Regions from separate parts of the Bos taurus genome. Here region 1 is linked to region 2. Evidence: chromatin contacts called from public Hi-C data. All regions are on one chromosome and are shown on one strand. The core of a region is the stretch at or near the end of the contact, and the rest is flanking DNA. Distances in the headings are between cores, read along the strand shown.

The links. Hi-C and Micro-C count contacts between places; a contact is called where the count stands out from the background.
Region 1: a Hi-C map of liver shows a contact between it and region 2, with 2.8 times the contacts expected there. The contact joins two enhancer-like sites. A contact is called at or near these places in 2 of 11 Hi-C or Micro-C datasets (liver and skeletal muscle).

The regions. Positions count from the first base shown.
Region 1 is chr18:5,877,880-5,884,129 of ARS-UCD2.0, reverse strand. All of the region lies in intron 8 of WWOX (WW domain containing oxidoreductase), which reads right to left. Among named protein-coding and RNA genes, the nearest start is that of MIR2285AL, 310 kb to the right of the region's middle. Within about 2 kb of position 1,814, at least 7 of the 102 cell types and tissues checked have an H3K27ac peak or open chromatin away from gene starts, as enhancers often do. A contact at or near this core is called in liver, where this site is marked.
Region 2 is chr18:5,834,492-5,840,830 of ARS-UCD2.0, reverse strand. All of the region lies in intron 8 of WWOX (WW domain containing oxidoreductase), which reads right to left. Among named protein-coding and RNA genes, the nearest start is that of MIR2285AL, 260 kb to the right of the region's middle. Within about 2 kb of position 4,465, at least 6 of the 102 cell types and tissues checked have an H3K27ac peak or open chromatin away from gene starts, as enhancers often do. A contact at or near this core is called in liver, where this site is marked.

The DNA of each region.
Region 1 (6,250 bases), core at 565-3,064, 46 kb before region 2:
CTGAATGAGGATTTGTAACTCATTTTTGTAATCGCGCGGATTCCCAGAGGGCTTCATTACAAACACCAAAGAAAACAGGATGCGAAAAGCAGGTGACAGTCTAATTTCCACAGGTACGGGGTGAAGCATTTAGAGTGAAGTAGTGGAAAATAAAATAAAAAACAGCCTTTAGATGTTTCCAGCCATGTAAAGTGTTTTCATGTTAATAAGAGAGAAAACTGCAAAGGCAGCAAAGACATCTTTGTTTGGGGCTGGCGGCTTTTCTGATGCCCGACTTGCTCCAGCATCTCTGTGCGATCATGAAATAAACCACAAAATAGATCCTGGTTTCCTTCCTGAAATCAGTGTTTGTTGGGTTACATATGGCAGCATTGACTTGGATCTTCTCTCTGTTTTCACTCTTTCAACTTTCCTACATTTTAACAGTGATTTTTGGTCAGATGAAAAACCATGTCACAAGAGTTCCAAATGTTTAGAAAAATAAGAGGTTTAAACTCAGTTAACAGTACGGCAGACTCGAGAGGTTCCAGGTTGTGAAAAATCAGTTTGGGGCATGACGATGTTGTCTCTTGGACAGACATCAGGTTTATTGACCAAGAGATCTGTCACCAGTCTGGTTTTCTTTTTTTTTTTTTTTTGAGAGAGCTGACTTGATATCCAGGATGGTGTTAGATGTTTGGGGATGTGGAAGAGAGCCTGACAAATTGTGAGCCGTAATCCTGTCCTTAAGGCATCAATAAACCAATGGGAATTTGAGAAGGGCTATCTGTGGACATACTCGCTGTGTCTCCAGGTGAGATGCAGACTTCATCAAGCCCCCATTAGCACAGCAGTCAGTCCGGCAGGCGCTGTTAGCCCCTTTCCAGGTGAGGAGACTGAGGTCGGCGACCTTGGAGGCCATAATCCTTGCCCTCCGTCTCCTCCTCAGCTTTCCTCCCTGAGCTTTTCTGCCTGAACAAATACTTCGGATCATAGAACTTAGAATGTGTTGCCAGTGGATTTCAAGAAGTTGACCTCAGCAGCTTGGCTGGGATAGGAACCAAGATGCTGGGTGCTGGAGGGAAGGGGGTGCAGAGGAAATGGAAGAGTGACGCTGAGGACATTTACCGAGCCCGCAGGGGCCAGGCGAGCTGCACGCCCTGCACACGCGCCCGCTCCAGTCCTCACGGCGGCCCTGCGGAGCAGGGGCCAACAGTAACCGCAGCATAGCGAACGCGCAAGCGCTAACGTGCTGACTAGCTGCCGGTCATGGCTGAGCACGCTTCTACACCCCAGGGAGCAAAAAAAGACAGAAACCCCAAACTTATATTCTAGAGGGCAGGGAATAGCAAAAAGTTCACACAGGGCTGTGTCTACATCTGCAAGATGAAGAAACAGGATGCAGGGCGGGAAAGAGGCATGAGGCAGCTTCATTCCATAGTCAGCGGGGAGGAAAGAGTGTGCGGAGAAATGGGCGTGTGAGCAACGCCCTGAACCTGAAGGGGAAGCGCGCACAGCGACAGATGAGAGCATTCCACGCAGAGAGACGGCAAAGGCAAAGCCCCAGGGACAGGGCCACGCCTGGCATGTCTGAGAAACTGCAGAGGTGAAGCAAAAGGAGAGGAGGTGGAGACAGGTCAGAGGGAGGAGGGGGCAGGTCAGAGGGAGGAGGGGGCAGGTCAGAGGGAGGAGGGGGCGGCAGGTCAGAGGGAGGAAGGGGCAGGTCAGAGGGAGGAGGCGGCAGGTCAGAGGGAGGAGGAGACAGGTCAGAGAGAGTAAGAGGCAGGTCAGAGGGAGGAGGGGGCAGGTCAGAGGGAGGAGGAGGGTCAAAGGGAGGAGGAGGCAGGTCAGAGGAGGAGGGGGCAGGTCCGAGGGAGGAGGAGGCAGGTCAGAGGAGGAGGGTCAGGTCAGAGGGAGGAGGAGGCAGGTCAGAGGGAGGAAGCAGGAGGGCAGAGGGAGAAGGACGCAGGTCAGAGGGAGGAGGAGGCAGGTCAGAGGGAGGAGGCAGGCAGGTCCAAGGGAGGAGGAGGCTGGTGAGAGGGAGGAGGAGGCAGGAGGGCAGAAGGAGGAGGAGGCAGGTCAGAGGGAGGAGGCAGGCCAAGCAAACAATGAGGCCCTTTCATTCTGTTTGAAGATTTTACCTTTTAATTTTCCTGAAATGAAATATAATGAATGAAGTCCTGGATGGATAAAGTAGGACTAACTTTTCGGGCTTCCTCTTCCATCTGGATAAATGAGAAGACGAAAGAGTTGTCTGAATGCAGGATCCTCCTCATTACTGAGGGAAGATCATGACTCAGTCCTGACCTGGGAGGGTGTTTAAGGAAAAGTATTTGTTGCTGGAAGAGGTATTTAAATGTCCTGGGGCTCTTCGAACCAGCAGAAATAGGAACCACTTATGTTAACAGGCAGAGTAATAAGACTATACGGAGGAAACTTGCGTTTTCATACTTTATGCCTTAATTTTAAGTGGGGTTATAAGATTTCCTGTAGGAATTCAGAGTGTTATCTTATTTTATGCCCCAAACTAGAAAGAGCATTCCGCTGGGTTTGCCAAGCTGTTAAGATGAAAATATCTGTTTGAGGATAGCATAATAGATGAGGTGTTTAAGGCATTTTCCTTTAGATTTTTGGTTAATCTTCTTTTAGTTAATTTTCTGAGATAAAATCCAGTTATAAATAACCTGAGGGCACCCTAACTGGGCTGTTCTGAGAATGGCGAATCTTTAAGAGCTAGAACTTCTGCCTTTTAGAGATCTCTAGAGGAAGCAGTACTTTGAAAATTATCCAAAGCAAAATAAGTCGAGAGCATTAACAAATTAAAGAGGGGGGAGGAGAGAGAAGAAAGAGGTGAGTGAGGAAACTTAGTTGACATTCATCAGATGGCAGATCTTACCCTTGAAACTCCTTTTTTTCCTTTTTATAAAAAAAGTCAAACATTCAACATCTATTTGTTGATTACAACAGAGAATTGGTGAGTTTCTATCACAGGAGAGTAACGGGAAATTCATTCTTTTGTACAAAGGAAAGCAGAGCAAACTCCAGGTGAAACACAAAGTTCAGGAAAGAAGGCATGCCCGTAAATAAACAGACTATTTAGACGGATGTTCGGTAGGTGTCATCTTAAAATGAGAAGTTTAAGAGCTGCTTTAAAGATAGCTGGTGGGAGAAGAAAGAAGAGGGGATGGGAAAAGAGAGAAAGAAACAGAACTTTAAGTGTTCTCCAGTGTTACAATGTAAACTGAAATTTATAAAAAGATTATAAGGTAGGAGGGGCAAGGACGTTGTGTAAATGGGTTGGAATATGAATCCTTCGTCAGCACAACAGAGAAGACGCTGGCTGCCAGCCATCTGGAGTGTATATATTATCATGGAGACTGTTTATAAAAATAAGAGAGGGTTGGAGGCCCCAAGTGGGCATAACTCAAAACAAAACGAATCTGTAGGACCAGATGAGGGCGGGTGATTACCTCCAGGTACTCACAGACTGAACAGCAGGAGGAGGAAGGATTGGAACCAGTTTCTACAAAGTAGTAAGAGGCCGGGAGTATCGTTTCTTTAAAAAAAAAAAAAAAAAAGGAAGAAGATGCCCTAGAAACCTGTAAGTCAATAACCCTGTCACCAACTGGAAGATTATCCGGGACACGTGGAGCCTCTGCTGACAAGCAAGTTAAAAGGGTACCCAGGGTTGTAATTGAGCAGGAAATTGCCGCTGTGGCTTAGGAAAACTGAGTCTTGCTTATGGGTTTGCCTCCATCTTTTTTAAGCTTCTTCGATAAAAGGTGGCTGGTGAAATGGACTGGGCTTTCGAAGGTACCCACACCTTGAGATAAAGAATATGAAGAATCGGGAAGATTAGCAAGGCCAATTCCTTACAGCCAAGAAAGAGAACAAAAAAGATGAACAAGTCACCAAAACACCTTCTCGCCTTAATGTAAAGCCTGACAAATTGAGTTGCCTTTTTTTTTTTTTTTATCCCCAGCCTGGCAGATCAGACACTTGACAATGAGAGAAAATACTAATCTGGGCCAGAAAACAGAAAGCTCTCATATACTGGGGGAATAATAAATGTGGAGGGTGGCTTATACAGCAAGATGGCTGCCACAAGACTGGTGCAGGGAGGTCTGTACCAGAATTCTGTTACTGATTTAACACAAGCGGTAGAGACCGAAGGAAGCGGTGAACACGGAGCGGTGACCTTAGAGCTGGTTGTTCTCCCTGCAGAAGCTGCTTAGTCACATGCTGCTCTCAGTCACCCCTGAACTCAAGACGGGGAGGGCCAATCCCTGACCCTCTTCAGAATCCTCCAAGTCTACAGGGTGGGAGGAGACAGCGTGTGTAAACCGTCTCACTAGAAATTAGTAACATGCCCAGAAACACCGGCCATGGGGAGATTCCTTTAAGAGGCCAACTCCTCAAAGGCATTCGTGGAATGAGAAGCCATGTGGGTAGAGACACATGGTTCAAATGCATGCTGTTTTTCTCTTCTCTTTTTTTAATCGCTGGATCTATGTGCCTGAAGGGGAACTCTTGGCTTCCTTAAGGTTCTAAGGGATCATTGACCACCTCCTCTAAGCAGTTCCAATGAAAATCAGTTCTACACTTGCGTCATGATCAAATGCACACCTGTGTACAGGGTTATGCTTGGAATGGTGAGCTAGGTGTTCTGCCAGCCTGTCATTACGGTACTGAGTTACTACATTTAATCACACACACACACACACAAGTAAACCAGAGGAAAATTCTTCTGTGAACAGACACAGCTGAAGGCATTTTACATTTTCTCCACTGCCCACTGCCAATATGACTTTCAGTCACTTTCCATCTGAGCCCTGATGCCTTCTGCCAATAACATCGAATCCATCCCACGTGCCAGCCACTGCAGTTGGCCTCGGGCAGGTGTGAGTTCAAGCTGTAGTGCGGGGGTGGGGGGGCAGGACTCCACTTAGCAAGTGCCGCTCTCTTTCTCTCTGCTCTGCTGTCCCCCCACCCCAGCCCCTCACTCTCCTGGGATCACATCTGCTCAGGCTGCAGCTTTCCTGTAGGCACCTCATGCCAGGGTCCCCTACCCTGACCACTGGGGGGGGTCCTTCCTTATGCTCTCCTGGAGGCTCTTCCTTCATCTGTAGAATGCCTCGGCATGCCGACTGCTGTGGGCACATGCTTGGACCTAAGCTGTGCCTGCCCTTCCCCAACTGTTCCCCAAGCTGATACACAGGACTTGCCAAAGGAAGGGAGCCCTCAAAACATCCCAAATGAACAGGTCTCTTCCAAAGATTGAGTGTGCCACTGGCCAAATGATCTGTATTCTTACCACTTCTGCTAGATGGCAAATACTTGTGTCACTATTAAAAAAAAAAAAAAATCAGGGTAAGAAGATGGTAACTGTGAAGGGTGATGAACAGGACTCTGGCAGTAGGAGTTAGTCCCTTCCTGATCCTAACCAGGAGCCAAAGGTCAGTAACTAATGGTATGTGTATCTGTCTACCCGCAGTAGATTTTTAAAGAATAATTTTTACGGAAGCACAGTACCCAGGCAGGAGATAAATGCACATTTCAGATTTTCCCCAAACGGAATGCACACGTGTGACTGAGGCTCACATCAAGGGACAGAAGTGGCGAGCATGTAAACGGGGATTTGCGCGAGTGGTAATTACGTGGTAGTCTGTGCCATGCTGTGATGACAATGGCAACCCAGATGGCAGCTTTGGAGGGCAAAGAGAGGGATGCTCAGGAAGCGACCGGGACAGTGTGTGTCCTCGCCTCCAGCCCTGGTTCCAAGCAAGTAGGATGTGTGAGTAGAGGAATGGGAACTTATTAAATTCCTACCCTGTGTCCCATGGTATCTCCACGGATACTCAAAACACAAAGAAAGAAAGAAACCAGTCTTGGTTAGAAGGGTTGATGCCATGGGCACAGCTGGCTTTTGAAGTGACATTCCAGGTTAAGGGCTGAGAGGCCATAGCCAGGGTCCCCTCAGGACAGGGCTGGACGCGCACGGTAATGGCCCGGAGACGCAGCCTGCGAACAGCTATTTCTCTAGAGTCTGTGTGATCACCTCCTGGTAAACCTCAGTCGAGGGTTAAGTGGGAATGTCACCATAGCTCCGAAGTCACCTAAGGGTAAGCTGGGTCCCTTGAGACTGGTGTCCCCTGTGGCTTCCAGGACTCACCTGGGATTCCACGGGTACAGAAGCATCAGAAACGGTGGTGGACACAGCCGGGGGCTTGACCAGCCCGTGCCAGCAGCTCGGCTGTCCCCGCGTGCTTAG
Region 2 (6,339 bases), core at 3,216-5,715:
GGAGTTGGTGATGGACAGGGAGGCCTGGCGTGCTGCGATTCACGGGGTCGCAAAGAGTCGGACACGACTGAGTGACTGAACTGAACTGAGGACCCGATAAATATATTGTTATAAACTGGGCTTCCCAGGTAGTTCAGTGGTAAAAAAATCTCCCTGCCAATGCAGGAGATGCAGGTTCGATCCCTGGGTCAGGAAGATCCCCTGGAGAAGGGAAAGGCTACCCACTGCAGTATTCTTGTCTGGAGAATCCCATGGACAGAGAAGCCTGGCAGGCTACAGTCCATGTGGTCACAAAAGAGTTGGACACAACTGAGCAACTAGGCCACCACCACCAAGGACAATTGTAAGCAAGGATAAATGTCACGCTGGGAGCATCACAGACACCCTGTGAGCTGCAGTTACCAGTCACAGTGATGGTGACGATGTCAGAAGTCTGTCCATGGCAGGTGAGGCCCTGATGTCCGCCTAACCCCCCCTTCCTTCTCAGCCCTGGCTTCCTTGACACACAGGGACGACTTCCGCTTCTGCGTCCTGGCCCTGACCTTGCCTCTGGATCCACACTGTCCTCTCTGGGGACGGCTCTCTTGCCATCATCTTTGCCGCTGCGACAGGGAGCAGGAGCCTTGGTGTCCCCAGGACCCCAGAGGGGCACTCAGATGAGATTAGCCGGCAGCCTCTTTCGTTGTCACTGGCTGTGTCCTGTGTGGTTGGCAGGGGTGTCATTGAGGCCTCACGGCCTGAGGATTTAATAGAGACACCAGGGCTCCCGGTCGCCAACGCCTGCCGCAGTTTGCACCTATGGACTCGCAGGACCTAATTCCCCTCCGTGCCCTGACGATTTCCACTGCCCCTCTGTCGGCACCGTGTCAGCCAGCCCACCCCGCGCTGGCAGACAAATCTGTCCAGAAGCCCTTCCTTCCCAGGGAAGCAGGGTGAGCCAGGCTCCCGTCCTGAAACAATACCACAGGCTGGTGGACGTGGTTTCTACCTGTTCTCCGGGACCTCATCTTTCAGGTCCTTTCAAATCCTAGAGTCTCCCTGCCAGAAAACGGAGCCAGAGTGGGGTTGGGAGGCTAATGTGAAGGACAGGGGTGGGTCTTGGAAATTACACCCCTGGTCCTGGAGTCACCCAGACCTCAGCTCCACCACCTTCTCAGTGACTCTATACCTTCGACCTTTACTACACTCATCTGTAAAGCGGGCTTGCCCAACACACTGCCCTCCCGAAGGCCGTTCTGATGTAACTCTGTAAAGCTCTTTGCAGAGTATGGCGTCCCAGCAGCACTTGACTGGTGTCAGCGCTCACTGTTTCGGCAGATCAGCCATTCTGGTCATCCTTTACCATTTTCAATGATGCTGATGTGTCTTGCAGATGGATCTGCTAAAGCCCCACAGAGAGGCAGACTGGGGTCCTGAAAGAACAGCCGTGGGGTCAAATCTCCTGACAAAAGTATTTAACGGGAGCTCTCGGGTCCCCCGGCCACCATCTGTAAAATGGAGGAATTTTGCACAGAAAGAAGTGACATGCCAAAAAATAATTTCTCTTCCGATTATATATAGCAACGTAATGTATAACAACACATTGCATTTGTTAAGGTCCTACTATGTGCTGCACGTGATTAGACACCTAGGTACTACCAACAGACACGGTGCAACCTCCACGGCAGGCCAAGCCCCAGTGGATTCTGAAACTGCACTGTGTGCCGGCCGTCTTTTATTAATTGTTCTAATCCACCGGCCTTCTCAAGTGGGCCCTATTATTATTTCCATTTTACCAATGAGCAAGTTGGGAGGATCATGAGCGCTTGACAATCCCAGTTAAGGGAGAAAAAAAGACCAGGGCAGAGAGAAATAGCGAAGTCAAGGAATCCACTGAGAAGTAGGTATCGCTGTGCATTTCACACCAGTGCACACTCGGCTGGGCTGAAATGCACACATCTGCAGGAATATATGCACGTATTTATGCAAACTCCCTGACATCAGGGGCCAGGGCTGTTTTTACCAAACAAGGTCTGTTTATGCCTCAGGAGAAGCCTTTCTTCCACATCTGTCCAGAGAACCGACTGTCTCTGGATTGATGTATGTGATCACGTGGATGGGTGACCCTCACCTTTGTGGCATCCTGAGACGTGGGTCACCATGGCTAACATGCAGGTGAGGGTGGCTTCCCTTACATCTTCCTGTTTCAGAAAGCACCGGCCCTCTGCTTCAACGCTGAACGGTGGGATGGCCCGAGATCTGTACTTCCTCATTCACATGGGCTGCCTGTACGATACTGCAATTGCTCAGCCCTCCCCCACCCCAGTGCCCGCCGCCCAGCCACCCGGCCGCAGAATGCAAACGTCTGGGGCATCATTAAGGCACTTCTATACAGCGCCGACCAAGGGCTGACCCTGCGACCATTTCCACCATTAGATTTGAATGACCTCGGCAGCAGGGCTGAGAGGCCGGAGTATTAATTCACAGAGAACCACAAGCCCAATTTAAGATTTAATTTGAGATAACGAAGAGCTCCTGAAAGTGTATTCAAACTTCTCAGCGTGCAAGAAAAGGCCTTTCCCTGTTTCCCACGTTGAATGTGAATCCAATCTTTCCTTAACAGAATTTATTCACCAATTTACAAGCAACGTGCAAGCCTCCTTTTCTCTTTTTCCAGTTCCTCTGCTTAGTCAAACCCCCTTGTGATGTGTCTTTATGGGACCTTTTTTTTCCCCTTCCTTCCTAATTTACAAGTGGCTGCCCTTGAGGGATTACTTTTCAATTTTACTGCATCCTTGAAGAGAAAACAGCCTTCGTTAGGTATCTCCCCCAACACTCTGGTTCCCCTGGATCCCAACTTAAATATGCTAAGTGTCTGTTCAACAGGGACGCTGTCCTATAAAAAGCTTTGGCCCTGCAGTGTGACTCTGGAAGGCAAAGCCATGGAAGGATGCAAAGCACTCTGCTGCAGATTAGCAAATCTGTGCTTCTGGGTTCTGGCATGTGTCTAGACTCTGAAGTCTTCATTTCTTAAATATTTAAAGTTCTAGGGACTTCGCTGGTGGGTCGAGAGGCTAAGAATCTCCTTTCAAATGCAGGGGACGCGGGTTTGATTCCTGGTCGGGGAAGGATGATCCCATATGCCACAGGGCAACTAAGCCTGCATGTTACAATTACTGAACCTGTGTGCCGGGACACAGAACCCACACGCTGCGGCAAATATCCTGGGTGCCAAAGACCAGACCCAGCCAGATAAAATTAATAATGTTTTAATTAGAAAAAGTATTTAAAATTCTAGCTGGGGATGGGAATGATATGTGTTGGACTCAGAAGCCTGAGTCTTAGCTGGTGTTTAGTGAGCCATGGAATTCCACTTTCCCCCAGGCCTCGGTTCCTTGTCTGTGAAATATGAAACACACCTTGGCGCTTCCCAAAGGCAACTTTAAACCCTACAAACGAAATAATGCACGGGTGCAAGAATACCGCTAGTCACCTGACCTTGGCCCTGGGACAGTGTTGGAAAATGAATAACTGAGCCTTGTAAACATTCTGGTTGCTGTTAAGATGAGACCAGGGGCAAAGGCAAGCATCACAGCGTTTCACAATCCTGCCACTGGTTTGCTTTATTTGCCTTGGGGTTTTCAAAAGGAGACACCACGGGTGGGCGGGAGCAGGGAGGGGGCGTGGGCGGCGGGACACGGCTGGTGAGGCTGGTTTCCAGCTCAGCCTCCCCCGTGACGAGCCGTGTGACCCAAGTCAGTCTGCAGTTCTGGGCCTCAGTTTCCTTCTTTTATTCTTCTGCTCATTAGGTACAGAGGAAGCTCTCCATGAGGGAAGGGCGGGTAGAGGTTAAACCACAGCTCCTGACTCATAAAAGATGCATATGGCCAAACAGGCCAAGAGGAATGACCCAGAAAGCTGTAGGGCATGGTGGGGGGAGCTGAACAGTGCTCTTCCAGATTCACGCTCATTACAAAGCTCAGAATGTGACTTTATTTGGAAACAGAGTCTTTGCGGGTGGAGTTAAGATAAAGATCAAGATGACTTTATACTGGCTAAAGGTGACTCCTAGCTCCAATGACTGGTGGTGCCCTTTTAAGAGATGGAAAAGGACATATAGGGTCAGAGAGATGAAGGTCAGGCGAGGAAGTGGCCACGACTGAAGCGATGTGAAGCCTAGGAATGCCAGCGACCACCAGGAGCTGCAAGAGAGGCCTGGAACAGATTCTGAGTCTCAGGGAAGAAAAAGAACAAGACAGACCCTGCCAGTACTTTGATTTTGGGTTTCTGGCCTCCTAAACGGTGAGACAGCAATTCCTGTCTAAGCCACCTAGCTTGTGATGGTAGCAGAAGGAAACTCACATAAGGGATATGCTTTGTACTTAACCAAGAGGCCCCTTCCTGAGCAAAGGCCCAGGGTTTTTATTTTCACTGGAGTTCTCAGCATATTTTAGGGTTAGGAAGGCGGTGTGCAGTCATCCTGCCCTATTGACCCCAAGAACTGCCTAGGTTTTCTTGGCAGTCGACCATCAACTTTACTAATAGGAATGGGGCCTGGAATCTTCTGGGTAGAATTTCTCAATGGCTTGTTTGAGTTTTTTTTTAAAGGATGGTGAAGTGATCGAGGAGTATCACGGTGTCCCCAGACAATACCCTTGGGTCTTCTGAGATTCCATCGTTGTCTCCTGCACACAGACGGGCTACTCCCACTGGTCAAGGGCGGGCAGAGGAGAACATGTCCAGAGCTTCGGGTTGCGGGTGGGCAAGGGCGATCCCGCACTGCACACTTGGATTTCTGACATTAAAATGATAGGTGATCATCACTGTTCTTGTTCAGTGTCGGCACGTAGGCTTAAGCGGCTTCCCCGATGCTTGCTGCCAGCAGAGACGGGTTCTCTGCATCCAGAGAGCCCGCTAGGGTGCCAGGTCTGCTGCAGGTACTCAGAGGGTCACAGCAACGATGCAGGCTACAGGACAAGATAAACCACAAGAAAAAGGCCTGACTTGCATTATTTTGTTTCCGCCTCATTGACACCTTTTGTTGTTGTTGTTCAGCTGCTAAGTTGTGTTCAGCTCTTTGCTACCTCATGGACTGCAGCACGCCAGGCTTCCCTGTCCTCCACTATCTTCCAGAGTTTGCTCAAGTTCATGTCCACTGAGTCAGGGATGCCATGCAGCCATCTTATCCTCTGTTCGCCCCCTTCTCCTCCTGCCTTCAATCTTTCCCAGCATCAGGGTCTTTTCTAGTGATTTGGGTCTTCACATCAGATGGCCAAAGTATTGGAGCTTCAGCATCAGTCCTTCCAATGAATATTCAGGGTTGATTTCCTTTAGGGTTGACTGATTTGACCTCTGACACCTTACTACCCCCACTGGAAAGCTAGCAGTAATGGCAGAGATAACACTGAAATCCAGGTCTGCCTGGTTCCAGGGCTTTCTACCATACGCCAAGGCTCGGATGAACAAGGGCTGCAGCACAGCTCATGACAAGCCTGACTCACAGGGGAGGGTTTCGTGCTGGGGGCTGCGATGGTGAGGGAGGGGAGGAGCCGGGATATGCCCAGGCTGGAAGGGAGGCCTGTGACCTCCAGGTGTCCAGGCCTCCAGGTGCACCGAATGCAGAGGAGCACGTCCTTCCTTGGGCAAGGCCACAGCCTTCCCGGGACGGTCCATGAGATGCTGAGTCCAGGCAGGCGGGGGCATGAAGGCCTGTCCACACTGGCCCGAGCGGTGGTGCTGACACACCGATGGGCCCTTTTGGCTCCACAGGCCCCTGCAAGGTCGGCTGGGACCCTCTGCTGGCTGCATCTCAGCTCAGCCTCTCTGCCAGCTTCATCTTACCTACAGGTGTTGACCCTAAGAAAACTCCCGCACGGGAAATCTCCCCTCTGAGTCGGCTCCCCGGAACACCCAGTGAGATGGTCTCTCATTTCTAAGGAAGACTGTCAATGATGAGAGGGGTGGCTGGGGCCTGAGGTGTTCCTGGGGGTTGCAGGAGGAAGCTGGGAGAAGATGGAGCCCGTCTGAGCAGGGCCCGCATGCCTGCACTCTGGCGCCGCCGCCCTGACGCCCACAGAGTGCGGGACTTAAGGGGGCTGCGTTTGAGCTTCTTTGTTGACATAATTAGCGCTGGCTCCGAGCACGAGGTTTCATGGCCAACTTGGCGTGGGCTTGGGAGTTTTGATTGGCAAATTTGAAGCAAAGTTCAGCCAAGTTCTGTATCTATTTTGCACTGGGCCGAATGCACATCTAAAGAAGCCAACTCTTCCGATAGGTTTTCAGTTTTATGGTTGTTGGGAGCTGAAGATATTAGCTCTTTAAGTGGACAAATGCTTCTGGCAGGCCAGGCCACGCTCGGAG